2 separate regions of the Mus musculus genome follow, and region 1 is linked to region 2. Evidence: chromatin contacts called from public Hi-C data. All regions are on one chromosome and are shown on one strand. Each heading gives the region's core, a stretch centred on a gene start, on an enhancer-like site or on the middle of the called end of the contact. The rest is flanking DNA. Distances are from core to core; before and after follow the strand shown. Region 1 overlaps Arhgap6 (Rho GTPase activating protein 6). Region 2 holds the start of Arhgap6 (Rho GTPase activating protein 6).

Region 1 (6,742 bases), core at 82-2,581, 110 kb after region 2:
TAGCACCCATATTTCTTGCTTTGGCAGGTGTACTCGGCCCTCCTCTGATAGTATCTCTCTTTGCTGACTTGCTTTTCTTGCAATGCTCCTTCCCTCACATTCCAATCTCAGAGTTTCTGCATGCATTCTTCAATCTCCCTCGAGTGCTTTCCCCAAGAGCATCAATGAGACTCACATCTTTACTTCCTTTAACTTACACTTAAATCTTGATTCACTTCTCAGAGGAGCACCTTTGTTCTTTCTTTTCCCCTTGCCTCCTTCCCTTTCCTGTAACTTATTTTCATGCCTTAATGTATGTGTCCATTGTGAACCCTTGACTCACTGTTGCTAAGGGATCACTTCCTGAGGTTAATGCCTTTATTTTCTTCAGTTATTCTTCAAGATCAGAGAAGACTATATGGTGCAAAGATGCAACTTTGAATGGGATCAATGAATTGTTTCTACCTCTAGAAGACATGTGTCCAGTTCTGGCTTGTATTTCCAGGTCGTTCCTTCCAATCTATCATGTCTTATCACCCTGTGAATTGTATAGACCAATGGAGGACATACATTTTATCAGCTCCTTATGCCAAGTGGAGACCAGCCAGACTCACGCACATTGTGGTTGCTCAATGGATGCCTGTTTGTTGCTATCTTATCTAAAAGGCACAGTATAATGGGATGGCTCTTCTTCCTGGCTTTGCCTCACCAGTTTCCAGCCTGTTTCTTTCCCATCTTGCTTTGTTGGAATGTCATCACACAGAGGGCTTTCTTGTGCATTAAACATCTTTGGAAAGCATAGACAAAAGCAATTCTTTCTCCACTCAGAGAATGCAAGTTAACCTTGTATTATTCATACTAATAACACCAAAGACCAAGTACCAAAACGGCTATAAAAGCCCGAGTATTTTTTTTCCTACTTTTGATGAAATGCAGGTTCTCTATAAAAAGAAACAAATCCTGAACTTCAAAAGATCAAACAAAATAATTCTTACAAGCAACTTTTTGTTGATTACATTCAAGCTATTCTGGTTAGATTATGGTTTGGCGTGTTTGTAGGAGTGTTTGAATATGGTGCATGTTATGAACTTGATGCTCTTGATGATCCTTTCTGAAATAGTTAAATCAATGTTGCTATTCACCTTTGGCTCCCTGTCACTGCCTCCCTTACCCAGAGGATGGAGGCAAGTTCCTTGCCAGTTGCAGCTGGCCCGTGACTTGCTGACACATTTTTTTTCAGGAACTAATTGCACAATACATGTTGATCTTCTTGTTCTTCCTTTCCTTATTCATCCATTTGGATCCTTTTTCCTTTCCCCCACCGGACACTGACTCTCCCTTTATTCCCCCTCCCCCACCCTTGGAATTTGGGAAGCCATTCTAGGCTCTAGTAACTTAGTGCTGAATTGCTTCAGGCTTGTAAAGGCTCTGCATTTCTAATGAGAAAGGATTGTTACTATTGGTTCTGAGATCTCACTCCTAGCCAACAGTTTTCTTTACAAAGATTCAAGATCTATGAATGTAACTCAGTTGGCAGAGTGATTGTCTAGCATTCAGGAGGCCCTGGGTTCAATCCCCAGCAACCTGCAAAACCAAGCAGGACTCTGCTATAACTTTAATCTCAAACTGCAGAGGTAGAGTCAGGAGGATCATTTAAGGTCCTAGTGACTTGAAGGCTAGTGGGGGATGGTCCATCTGACTTTGTCTTAAAGACTAAACAAACAGCTCTCCCCAGCCAAAACCATCACGAAGAGAAAACTATTTGAAGCAAGTATTTTCTTTCTTAATCATTTAATATTGACTTTTCTACCTTTCAATCCTTCCTTGTGATTAAACTTTAAACAAACATGTTCGTAAAGCTTTCTTCACAGAATATATTTTTAACTAAGCACCACCATCTCAACTGTATAGCAAATATTCCTTTTATACCTGAAATTCCAAATATACAGTGAAATGAATAAATCAAGCTAAATACTCTACATTACTTCAAATAGTCAATTTTCCTTTTTTTCATATGACAATATTTAAAATCTATTCAGTTCAAGATCTTCAAGCACATAACACATTGCTCTTAACTATAGTCACTGCATGCACCATAAATATCTTAAAATTATTGTTCTTTCTGACATCATATATGCTTTGATTACCATTTCCCAAATATTCTTCCTGTATTTTTAGCCCCTCAAAATTACAGTTCTACTCCTTGTGTGAAATAGCCCTTTTGTATTATATATATATATATATATATATATATATATATATATATATATATTCCTTGCCCTGTCTCCTTTTACCTCTTACTTAGCATACTAACATCCTGATAGTAACTGATGCTAGGGGTTCAGTGGGTATGGCTGGAGGGTTCCAGGGTTTCTTATCTTGGAACAAAGAATGGAGCAGAGATACACAGTTTCAAAAGAAGAAGTCGGTTTACTTGCAAAAGATACATTTCAAAAGGAAGAAGAAACCTGGAACAAAGAGAGAATGGTCAGTAGCTCCAGGGATCCTATTATGCAAAGAATAGGGTTGTTATGTTAGATAACTCAAGCTTTGTGGCTCATTTGCTTAGGAACAGCTTTCTTGAAAATGCTGTGTTGTTTAGTTCCATGTATAACTTCAGGTATCATATGTCATCTTAGCATTTAAATTTCTAGCCAGGGGTGTATGTTTTAGTACATAATGACCTATAAGTTATCTTCAGGTACTCTGGAATACCTCTGCATCTGTGCCAGTTGCTTCAGAAGGTTCTATCTAGAGAACTTTTGTTGGTGTGTTAATGTATGAGGTACATAGATATGTGTATGTGTGTGTGTGTTTCCGCCTTCCTACTTGCCAACTTGGTTTATTTATTATGCTAATGTTGTATCTTGTGGAAGAGCTTTCTAGACCCCTGTTTTACTCTCTTTCTTTATTTTGAGATGTATTGTTTTCAACTCATGGAGGCCTTTGGTTTCATATGTTGACTCTTGTGAGTAGTACTGTAACAAGCATACTGATTTCATTTTCCTTGTGCATTCTATGAGCCACATGATTACTGGATTATATAGCACTTAATTTTTTGAGGGTACCCATCTACACTATTTTCTGTAATGACTATACTAATTCGCCTTTCCACCAGTGGATTAGAAGTCTGTTTTGTGATCTAAATCTTCACTAGCATTGACTGTCCTATCTCTCTTTCTGATGGATGATGGTAAGCTAGCTTGTAGATCTATCTCCCTAAACAATTCCTTCATTTTCATATGTCATCTTCCTTATATCCTTGGCAGTTTTTGTGTTCAAGTTTATATATTTTATAAGGATACCATAATATTAGGTTAAGATCCACCTTAATGCTTTCTTTGTATAGACCCTACTTCCAAGTAAGGTCAGATTTGGAATTTCTGGAACTTGATGGGGGAACATGATTTACCCACAATGCTCATATTCAGAACTGTGGAATGTGGTAATAAGATGGTGTTTCATTATAATGTTATTGACATGGTTTAATGATGAGTTCTCTTTCCTCCACATGTTTTACTTTGACTCTTTAGATAAAACGATGCTTCTTCTAATTAGGTTAAAAATCCCTAACAAACTTTTTTTTTTCATTTACCAACAGTTAGAATGAAGATGGCATTGTGAGACATTCACTAGGAATCTTCCAGTAAAATATACATATTAAAATACTGATAGTTTAGTTTTTCTTTTGACTTTGAAACTGTCATCTGGATCCTCATGTGTTTCATAGACCTGCCTGTGTATCATGGCAAAATCACAAAACTGTGATGTTGTCTAAGACACTTGTCTGGGTCTCTTCTAGTTCCAGAAATGTTGCTTCTACCACCCACTTTTGGACATTTGTATTTGTCTTCTGTATTTATCTATTTAGTTCTGCAAAAGAATTTGTTTAAAATTAAGATAAACTATACTGGCTCCCTCTGGTTCAAATTTTAGGCAACTCTTGGACATCAGTTGCCAGTGCCAATAATTCTCTACACCAGCTCTTTAGTCATTTCACAAAGTGAGCGAATTCACCAAAAGAAGAGAATTCTGGTGATCAGTATTGTGATGGCCTCCTAAGTATCTCTTTCCTTGGCTAGTCTATATCCTATGTAATGGATATGTAGTTCTTTTGATCATCTTTCCAGTGAATAATTCTGATACTGCAGTTTCTTGCTCAGTATTTTCCAAGACCTTGCCTTTACTGCCTGTTTAATGAGAGCCTGTGTATACCCATTAGATCCACCAACCTAGTTTTCTCAGCTTTGCATGCTCATTGAATGAGCCAGAGAGACATACACACTGCTACTACCCTGGTCTTACTTTAGGAGATGGGCATATTCAGTTGGAATTGAGAGCCATTTATTCTGATTGAAATGGGAACACCAATCCAGTTCTTCCAGAGCAGATTCTTTTTTAAAAGTGTTGGGTTTTCATTTTTTTAAAAAAAATTTACGTGCATTGGTGCTTTGTCTGCATGTATGCATGGGTGAGGGTATCAGATCTTGGAGTTATAGACAATGTGGGTGCCATATGGGTGCTGGTAATTGAACCCAAGTCCTCTGGAAGAGCAATGAAGAATAGCTTGTGTTTCAGTAGGTATGAACCAGGACAAGATGCTGACTTACTGAAAACTGGTGATACATTTGGTCTGTCTTTTGTATATCAGGGTGATAAATTTGTAGCCTAGGCTGGCCTGGAACTCATTATGTGGCCAAACTGCCTTCGAACCCATGGCAATCCTCCTACTTCAATTTTGGTTAATGTTTCAGGCATGTCTAACTCGACCTGAGGATACAGCCCAACATAAAAAATATACTTAAAACATGAAATTTTTGTGTGCAAAATGATCATGTAGTTCTTGATCATGAACTTTGTAGATGACAACATTGAGTTTCAATGTCAAATTGGCCTGTTAGACATTCAGTCACTCAACCAACATTTCCTCAGCATGCTTTCGTCACAGAACTGGACATTTACTAGTTAATATGTGCTTCCTTAATTTTGCATGTCTGTGTCAAGAATGTTCTTATATACAAGTTTTTTATAAGTTATCTGTACTGATAAATTTTATTCTAATCTCTTTTATTTTTTTTTAAACACAAAACTCCATATGTAGGCATCCTAGCAAGGTCAAAGTGCATCAAAATCTTCCAACTAAGTGTTGCAGTTTCTTTGTAAAATTAGGTAGCTTTGAAACCATATTGGTCCCTGAACAATACTTTGAACACCTCTCGTTCAGATCCTTGGCAGAGAAAGTAGGATTTGGAACCCAGAAGCATTGGCATCCCAAGCAAAATTTGAAAAACAACAACAACAACAACAACAAAAAACCAAACAAACAAACAAAAAAACAAAACAAAAAAAAGCAGGAACTCAGACCCTAGCAGGTCTATTGGATCATGATTAGCAATTTTAATTAGATCCCTAGATGTTTTGTGTGTATATTATAGTTCAAGAAGCATCACTTTATGGCAGTGCCCTTATCCTGTTTCTCCTATTGGAATTAATGTGAGAGTTTTAATAGTTCTGCCATTTGGACTGGCGAAGTGATAACTCACAACTAGTTAAAATTCTGAGCAAAAGTGAACATTGAAAGGTCATCCTTAAATAGAACACCCATGCCACCCTATCCAAGTCCCAGAGATCATTTCAGAATAAGGAGTGGAAGGACTGTGGGAGCCAGAGAGTTAGGGAGGAGTGGTATGAAGCACTGTGTTCTGTCTATGATGTGGGTGATACAATCATGAACACATAGCAGCAGAGACTACCTGAACAAGGCAAAATAGCAAAGAAGCAGGGAAAGATGGCAGGAGAGACAGAGAGTAGAGGGCATGAAAAAAGGAAGGAGGGAAAGAAAGAAGGAAAGAAGGAAGGGAGGAAGGAAGGAAGGAAGGAAGGAAGGAAGGAAGGAAGGAAGGAAGGAAGGAAGGAAGGAGAAAGATAAGTGGGGAGATATGAGATTTGAATGGAACTAGTTTGGAAAGAATAAGAGAGTTTGCAGAAATTAGAAGGGGATGAGAGAGATTGGGGGTGTAAAACAGACTATTACTTACATACATGAAACTGTCAAAAAGCTAACCTTTAAAGAATTACATTCCCATGAAAATATTCAGCCTTAAAAAAGAAGGCAGTGTTTCCACTGTGGATAAGAAGGATAAATCAGGTCACTGAGCTAAGGAAATTAAGTCAGATACAAAAGGACAAATGCTACATGATTTCACTTATATGTAGTCTTCAAAAACTCAACTCACTGGTGCATAGAGGAGAATGGCTGTTGCTAAGGGTGAGGGTTGGGAAACAGGGAGAGGTCTGTGAAAAGAAGGACTTCCAGTTATGACAGATGGATAATTTCTGGGGATCAAAATACACAGTCTGGTGGCTATGGCAAGAAATATAGTGTTGTATATTTTAAATTTGCTGTGAAGAGAGATCTTTGGGGTTCTTAACTCCCCTGTAACAACGGCATGAAACGATGGAAGTGTTATTAAGCTTAATTGTATTAATTATTTCAAAATGTTTACTTTTTTGAACAACTTTCTCCTCTTTTCTTCCTATCTATCTATCTATCTATCTATCTATCTATCTATCTATCTATCTGAGAAAAGGTCTCTTGTATAGATCATACTGTCTCCAAACTTTTTATACACTTGCATTAGCCTGAAAACTATAGGGATTCTAGGCAAGTACTCTCCATGCTTGGCTTACTTTTTTTTTTTTTCTCTAATCTTAAAAGTGGTTTGAAAACCAGATAAGATTTAGAAGTTTCTAGTTAAAAATA
Region 2 (7,036 bases), core at 3,017-5,516:
ACACTTACTATACTGAACTAACAAAAACACCACACACTAGATTAAGGTTCCAGTGGTGAACTCTATACACTCAGAACGACCATTCTAAAGGTAGGAATCTTCCCTTAGGGTTATTTATTTGTTTATTTATTTACATCCATTCCAACTGTTGCCTCCTCCCTGTCAACCCTCGAAGAATTCCTTCCCCTTTTCCCCTCCCTTTCACCTCTAAGAGGGCAGATCCCCCCAGCAACCCCCCCCCCGTATTCCCCCAACATAGTGTATCAAGTCTCTACAGGATTAGTTGCATCCTCTCCCACCGAGGTCAGACATGACAGCCCTCTGTCTGCTACCTATGTGTTGGGACCTTGAACCAGCTGGTGTGTGTGCTCTTCAGTTGGAGCTCAGTCTCTGGGAGCTCCCAGGAATCCAGGTTAGTTGGCGCTGTTGGTTCAATCCTTCCCCTAATTTTTCCATGGGGATCCCCGACCTCTGACAAATGTTTAACCGTGTGTATCTACATCTCTCAAAGGGCTGCTATGCTAAGGTCCTGTCTCTGCCTGCTGTCCCGGGCACACCAGCTTGTTAGTTGGAGACCTTGAAGGTTTCCATGGGTAGGTGGACAGGAGGATCTTGGAGTCCAGCATGGCTGTTCCAGACTAAGGAGCCAGGCCAGAGCTAGACAATCAGGTTTTCTACTTTTATTATTAATTATATTTTTCTTATTGAGTTATGTGCCAATGAAAATGTGTGCATATAAAAATGGGCTAATATACTGTTAAGTAAAATGAAATAATAATAGTTATAAGAAAATGAATTGGCTTAGAATGTATAATCTTAATTTAGGTGACCTAAGCTCAGAAGAAAAAAATGCATGTTCCCCCTCATGCAGATCCTAGCCTAGAAACTATACATGTTTATATGTTAAGAACTAAGTGCATATATGTTAAGAACTAAGTGTTATTTCCAATAACATGTAGGAAAGAGACCGCAAACGGGTAACAGATGACAGAGATGGGTCAAATACAGGCAAAAAGTCAGAGTCATAGAAGAGGGTTAATTAATTAATGCTAGTGGCTTTTTTAGTGTCTTGCCAACTCTGTTATAGTCTCCCCCTCCTCCTGCTCCTCCTGCTCCTGCTCCTTCTTCTTAGGGGTAAGTACCACCACAAAATATTTTTAATATCAAAAAATATAAATGGTTATCTTACAAAAATATTTCATTATAGAACCATTGCATTTGTTCCTGTGTTTTGAAAGCACAAATAAACACACTAGCTAACTTTCCCCAAGGAGCTCCACATTAATGAATATAGCTACTCACCAAACAAAAACATTTTGGCCAAAGATGGATCCTATGTATAACATTCTATAAGATATTAATGGAGCTGAAAACATTGATTACTGCATTGATGCTACTGTGCAATTCCTCATTTGATTGTGTATGGTCATATGGATATAGTTCAGCACTTGGGAGGCAAAGAGCAGAGGACTGAAGATTAGGGACTAGCCTGGGCTACACACGACCTTGTCCCCCCAATAAAAACAAAACCAACAATCCCCAGTTGAACATACCAAATTATGTTCACTACCTTTATATACCATACTTTCCAATGATAAGGAATTGTGCATTTACTACATTATTCTTTAATTAAATAAAAATAAAATGTTTACTATAAATCAAGATGTCATGTTATATATCAAGATGTCATGTTACATTGGCAGCAGCCTCACACATTACAAATTTATCACATTTCTCGGTTGCCCCAAGATGCCATTTCAATTGACCAATTTATACCATTTATGTCTGCATACACTCTATGGTGTCCACACAATTACAAACCACTTCTTAACCCATGTCCACTGGTAAGCCACCAATGAATATATTTAAAAGAACTTACTGTTCCCAAGTGTGAAGCAACTTCCAGGTTAATGGTAGGTCAGGGCCTGTTGTCTGCTCTAAGCCCTAGAAGTGGTGATAGAAAAAGAGTCGTTCTACTTGTTGGCTCTCCATCCATGACGAGAAATGCCGTTGCACCTATATGACACTTCTATTCAGCCAGCAGTCCTGGTGGGGTACATTTTCAACCTCACAGTCATCCCAGGAGCTTAGACAACCAGAACATATATATGAATTAGACATTACATTCACAGCTGCCTGGAGTCACAAGGGGTCCCCATAAAGTGTGACTCTGTTAACCATCTACTCTGAATGCCAAGACTCAATGAGGCATAACCATGCAATGAAGCATAACTATGCAGTGTTATCTTAATGCTGGGGACTATTTCAGGTAGGTGTTTCCAGCCTAAGTGAAATGTTATGAGACATTGTTACCAAAGAAAGGGCATGCAAGACCCACCCACATTTACTTGTACTGAAATTCTTTAAGGAGGCTGAAGATAGTTAATCTTACCAACTCCCAAAGGTGATTCGGTATACTTTTGTTAGTAGGCCGTCAAGTGATTTTAAGTGTTGTAGCCTCTTTCAGAATAGCTCATTGACGACTGCAGAAAATGCTTGAGATATGCCAAGGAACCAGAAGAGGCAACAGCCCAGAGATAGGAATTTTTAATCTCACATTCTATTTTCAGGCAGCAGAGCCAGTCAGGATGGCCTACACCTTAAATTCCAAGATGGGGGAGACAGAGGAAGGAAGATCTCTAGGGAATTCAGCAAATTTCAGGCCAGCTGGGGCCTGACCAAATTTAAAATAACAATAGGCACTGTCTTAGTGACCCAAAGCAATATAGGTCATAGTCCATTATCAAAGGAAGTCTGGGCAGGAACTCAAGTAGGGCAGCAAACAGGAGGTAGAGGTACGAGCTGATTCAGATGCCATGAAAGGGTGCTGCTTACTAGCTTGCTCTACATGGCTTGCTCAGCCTGCTTGCTTATAGCACCCAGAACTACCAGCCTAGAGATCTATCTCCCTGACCACAATCAGCAGGCAGAAGGAGGGAGGGTGGAGCAGGGGGTGGGAGTGGGGCATGGTGCTCCAGAATCAATCACTAAATAAAAAAATGCCCCACAGTCTTGCCTACAGCCCAATCTCATGGGGGCATTTTCTCATTTGCTCTCAACTGAGGATTTTTCCTCTCTGATGACTCTAGCTTATATCAAATTAACATAAAACTAGCCAGGACAGTCACCCCCTACTGCCCTCCCCCCACAGACACACACACCACAAAACACCCAACGAAACAAACAAACAAACCCTTAAACAAATCATCTTTACCCAGAAGGTTATTTCCATTCAAGCTAACACAGGAGTGCTGCCTCCTGCATTCGCAAAGAGAAATACAGGCTACAGGAGGAATCAGAGTAGGATGTCCCATACTTTTGTGTAGGTGATAAATTTTCCTGCTAATTAGATTCCATGACCTGCCTTCTCCTAATCAATAAATACAAACTATTGAGTAGTGGATAGTAAATCACCTAGGAAGTTCAAGGTGGCATTGTCAAAAGGCACAGTAAAGTAACCCACCTCTGCATCCAGCATCAAAGGTATAAGCGCTTCTATAAATAAAACTTGAGCAGTTGCTGGTATTTACACAAGGCTTGTGTCAAACACTCGTATTAATAACTCCGTTATACGCTTTTAAAAGAAATGACGTTTCATTTTTTATTTGTAGTCAGTTATCATCACTCCCACATATTTTGGTTTTGAACAAACAGAACCACAAGAAGTCACTTATTTCCAACATTCGGACCAATCCCTGCAGTCCCTGCAGAGATGATTTTAAGATGCCTAGCAAAATTTAAGTGTGACATCAGAAAGCCCCAGGAGAGGCAGGCAAGGCTTTATAGATTTATAGATTCCATGAGTGGGCAAGTGAGAGAAACTGCTTCAGGTCCGTTTCCAAGCCTGGACTGCTGACTATGACTTCTGTGTTTATCAGTTACCCAAGATTTGGCAGCTGAGCCCTGTGCTCAGGAGCTTTCTGGGGCGACCCCGGAGGCCAGTTAACTTTAGTTGGTGTCAGTCTCCACCCGGACCAAGCTCTGTTCACCTCTCCTACATAGAACATATCTACACACGTGCGCAGGACCCTGACACGCGAGGACTCTCCACCAAAAAATAAAAAATAAAAAGGCGGGGTTGTGGGTGGGAGAAAAGAAAGCAGGGGATTTAACTCTAAGTTCAGAAAAACCGTCCAGAGCTGCGGGTCTGACACCAGTGGGTGGGGTGCAATCTGACACTCCCCTTCCTTTTGCAGAAACGTGTGTGGAGACCGCGAGCCCCTGGCTTGGGGGGAGGGGAGTCGGGGGGGGGGGGAGTAGGTCCGCACTTCCGTCCTCAAGACTTTCTCCCTAGAGGCCGGGTATCAGAGACCAGCTGCTGGCTCTCTGAGCTACTTCCCAGGTTTGGCGCCTGGAAAAGTTCACGTTCTGCATTCTCCTGCTTCTGGCTCCGCCCCGGCTCCAGACCCTGCGTTCTTCTGGCCTTACCCGGGACGGGCCACCCCTTTCCCCGCTGCCTCTGGCGCGAGGGTGCTGGGACATCTCTGAGCCAGCTCTGGGCCCAACCAAGGTTGGCAGCAAATATCAAGTGTCGCTCTTCTAGAGGAACACGGATACTCGCTTCAGAGACTGTCTTCTGAGCGCAGACCTTTCTGAGTAGTGCTGAGCGCAGCGGGGGAGTTCTTTGACACCGTTGTCGCTCAGTGCTTGGAAGGCCCGGGACGCAGCACATATGGTGTCCCACTGAGTCAACAGCGGGACTGCGCGGGAACGTGAACTTGGAGACACTTTGGAGCCTCGTCAATCAGAAAGGGGGACTTAGCAACCCAGCTGATCCCCCAAAGCACAGCCGCGGTCCCCAAGTTACCAAGAAGGTGCACTGGGGGCGCAGCCGGACAGCTGAGCTGGGGTGCTCCAGAGGACTTTTCACTGCGCCGGGAGCACCAAGGATCCGCTCAGGGCGGACTCTCAGGCAGCCTCCTCCCTAGCCCTCGGGATTGTCCTCAGGCCACGAGGAGGAGCTTGCTGGTGATTTCGAGGCTGTCCGGAGCCAGAGAGCCGAAGCGCAGTGTCTCCCGCCTTCAGCTGGGAAGGGGGAGTGGCGCTGGCGGGTTGGAGCTGAGATCTCAGCTAGTCACTGACCTCCTTCCTCCTCTTCCTTAGCCTCTTTGAGACTTGGACTCCTGAGGAAGATTCTAGAGACGGTAAAGGGACCTGGACCTCTTGTTTCCCAAAAGGCTGGGGATGGAGCTCCTGTTTCTGCCTCCGCAGGGACACTTGGAGTGCGCTGGTGGCGCGTGAACGGGGCACTGCTTTCTACCTTCCTCGGCGAGCCCCGCCTGGCAGTTTTCCCCTACTCTACTTTGGCCACTTGTTTTCTCAGGTCACAGTCTCCCGCTATCTAGGAGGGAAGACAAGAAGGTGGCCTTCAGACCCAGCCCTGCCGAGATGTCCGCGCAGAGCCTGCTGCACAGTGTCTTCTCCTGCTCCTCGCCCGCGTCGGGCGGCACGGCCTCGGCCAAGGGATTCTCCAAAAGGAAGCTGCGCCAGACGCGCAGCCTGGACCCAGCTCTGATCGGTGGCTGCGGGAGCGAGATGGGCGCCGAGGGCGGCCTGCGGGGCTCCACAGTAAGCCGCCTCCATTCTCCACAGCTCTTAGCAGAGGGTCTCGGTTCCCGCTTAGCTTCTTCTCCCCGGAGTCAGCACCTTCGGGCTACCCGGTTCCAGACTCCGAGACCTCTGTGCTCGTCTTTTTCCACACCAAGTACCCCGCAAGAAAAGTCGCCTTCTGGCAGCTTCCACTTTGACTACGAGGTCCCACTGAGTCGCAGTGGTCTCAAGAAGAGCATGGCCTGGGACTTGCCTTCTGTCCTGGCCGGGTCCGGGTCCGCTAGTAGCCGCAGTCCCGCAAGCATCCTCAGTTCCTCCGGGGGAGGCCCCAATGGCATCTTCTCTTCTCCTAGGAGATGGCTCCAGCAGAGGAAGTTCCAGCCTCCACCTAACAGTCGCAGTCACCCTTACGTCGTGTGGAGGTCCGAGGTAGGGACCAGCGCCATGTGTCTCACAGTCCCAAAGCTGCCCCAGGCAGTTCCAGGTCTTTAAGTCCGTCCCACGTACAGAGTGAGGCGCCAGCCTTAGATGCTTGACTCTGGTTGTTTAGATGGTGCCAGAATGTGACCATTCTAAGGGGCCACCGTATGAGTGTGTCTGAAGGAGGAATGGCCCCAGGACTTGAGGGAAGAAATGGTGTTCTGATTTCTTTTTGATACTTCAATCAAAGGGTCATCTAATCTCTTCATCAAACCTGATTTGATGAAATATTACATGATATACATCTACCACTAGATTGAGAGTTCAGAAACTATTCTGAAGGATGTTGACTCTGTGTGTGTGTGTGTGTGTGTGTGTGTGTGTGTGTGTGTGTATGTATTCGGGTGGCATGATAGAATAACTATTATAATTCTCTAGTTTTGATTTCTTTTCCCTAAAGGTGTAATTTCAGAAATCTATGGTACTGAATACTTTTGGTGCTTAAGGGTCTGAAATATCATGGAAATCCGCCCAAATTCCACTAAGGACAATTAGTAGTTACTAGAATAGGCATGGATCAGGAATCAATAATAAATAGGAAACTCAGAGGGAGCTATCTGATTTCCTTTAAACGTTTGCTCTCTGGTTATGAATGGGGAATAGAGCCATTGGGAAACTGTGGTTGATGGGGACTTGGAAAGCAGCACACTTTTAAAGAATAAATAGTAGTTGGTTAAAAAATGACCAACTCCTTCCGAGTTTACTCCACAGGCTCTATAGGATTGCCTGGGATTTGTTTCCATAAAGGAAGGGAGATCTCATCAATTGTAATTAAATATCTTAAAGCACAGTTAGCATTACAGAAATGAAATGAAATACTATGTAATTGCTGGAGATTTAGGTTAAATAAAGGAAATGCAACCAAGCCAAACAGCTTGAAAATAGCCTCTCGGCTCTGTTAGCATAAGATAACTGCTAGATTTCAGTTTTAGTATATTACCCTACAAAATTAGCATTATTGACCGTAATAATAACATTACATATTGTTAATGTTAGTGACTGAGTT

Evidence for each region. A called contact is a pair of places that touch in the nucleus more often than the background predicts.
Region 1: a Hi-C map of uterus shows a contact between it and region 2, with 4 times the contacts expected there. The contact joins the enhancer-like site here to the promoter of Arhgap6 in region 2. A contact is called at or near these places in 2 of 39 promoter capture datasets (liver and neutrophils), 10 of 484 Hi-C or Micro-C datasets (embryonic fibroblasts, liver, myocytes and 3 more) and 3 of 115 datasets of contacts at active chromatin or transcription factors (bone marrow-derived macrophages, fibro-adipogenic progenitors and stem cell-derived neural progenitor cells).

The regions. Positions count from the first base shown.
Region 1 is chrX:168,906,495-168,913,236 of GRCm38.p6, forward strand. The region is part of intron 1 of Arhgap6 (Rho GTPase activating protein 6); the gene reads left to right. Among named protein-coding and RNA genes, the nearest start is that of Arhgap6, 110 kb to the left of the region's middle. Within about 2 kb of position 1,332, at least 4 of the 459 cell types and tissues checked have an H3K27ac peak or open chromatin away from gene starts, as enhancers often do. A contact at or near this core is called in uterus, where this site is marked.
Region 2 is chrX:168,790,833-168,797,868 of GRCm38.p6, forward strand. Arhgap6 (Rho GTPase activating protein 6) reads left to right here and starts at 4,267. Exons shown (of 13, transcript NM_009707.4): 1 at 4,267-5,979. The coding sequence starts at 5,389.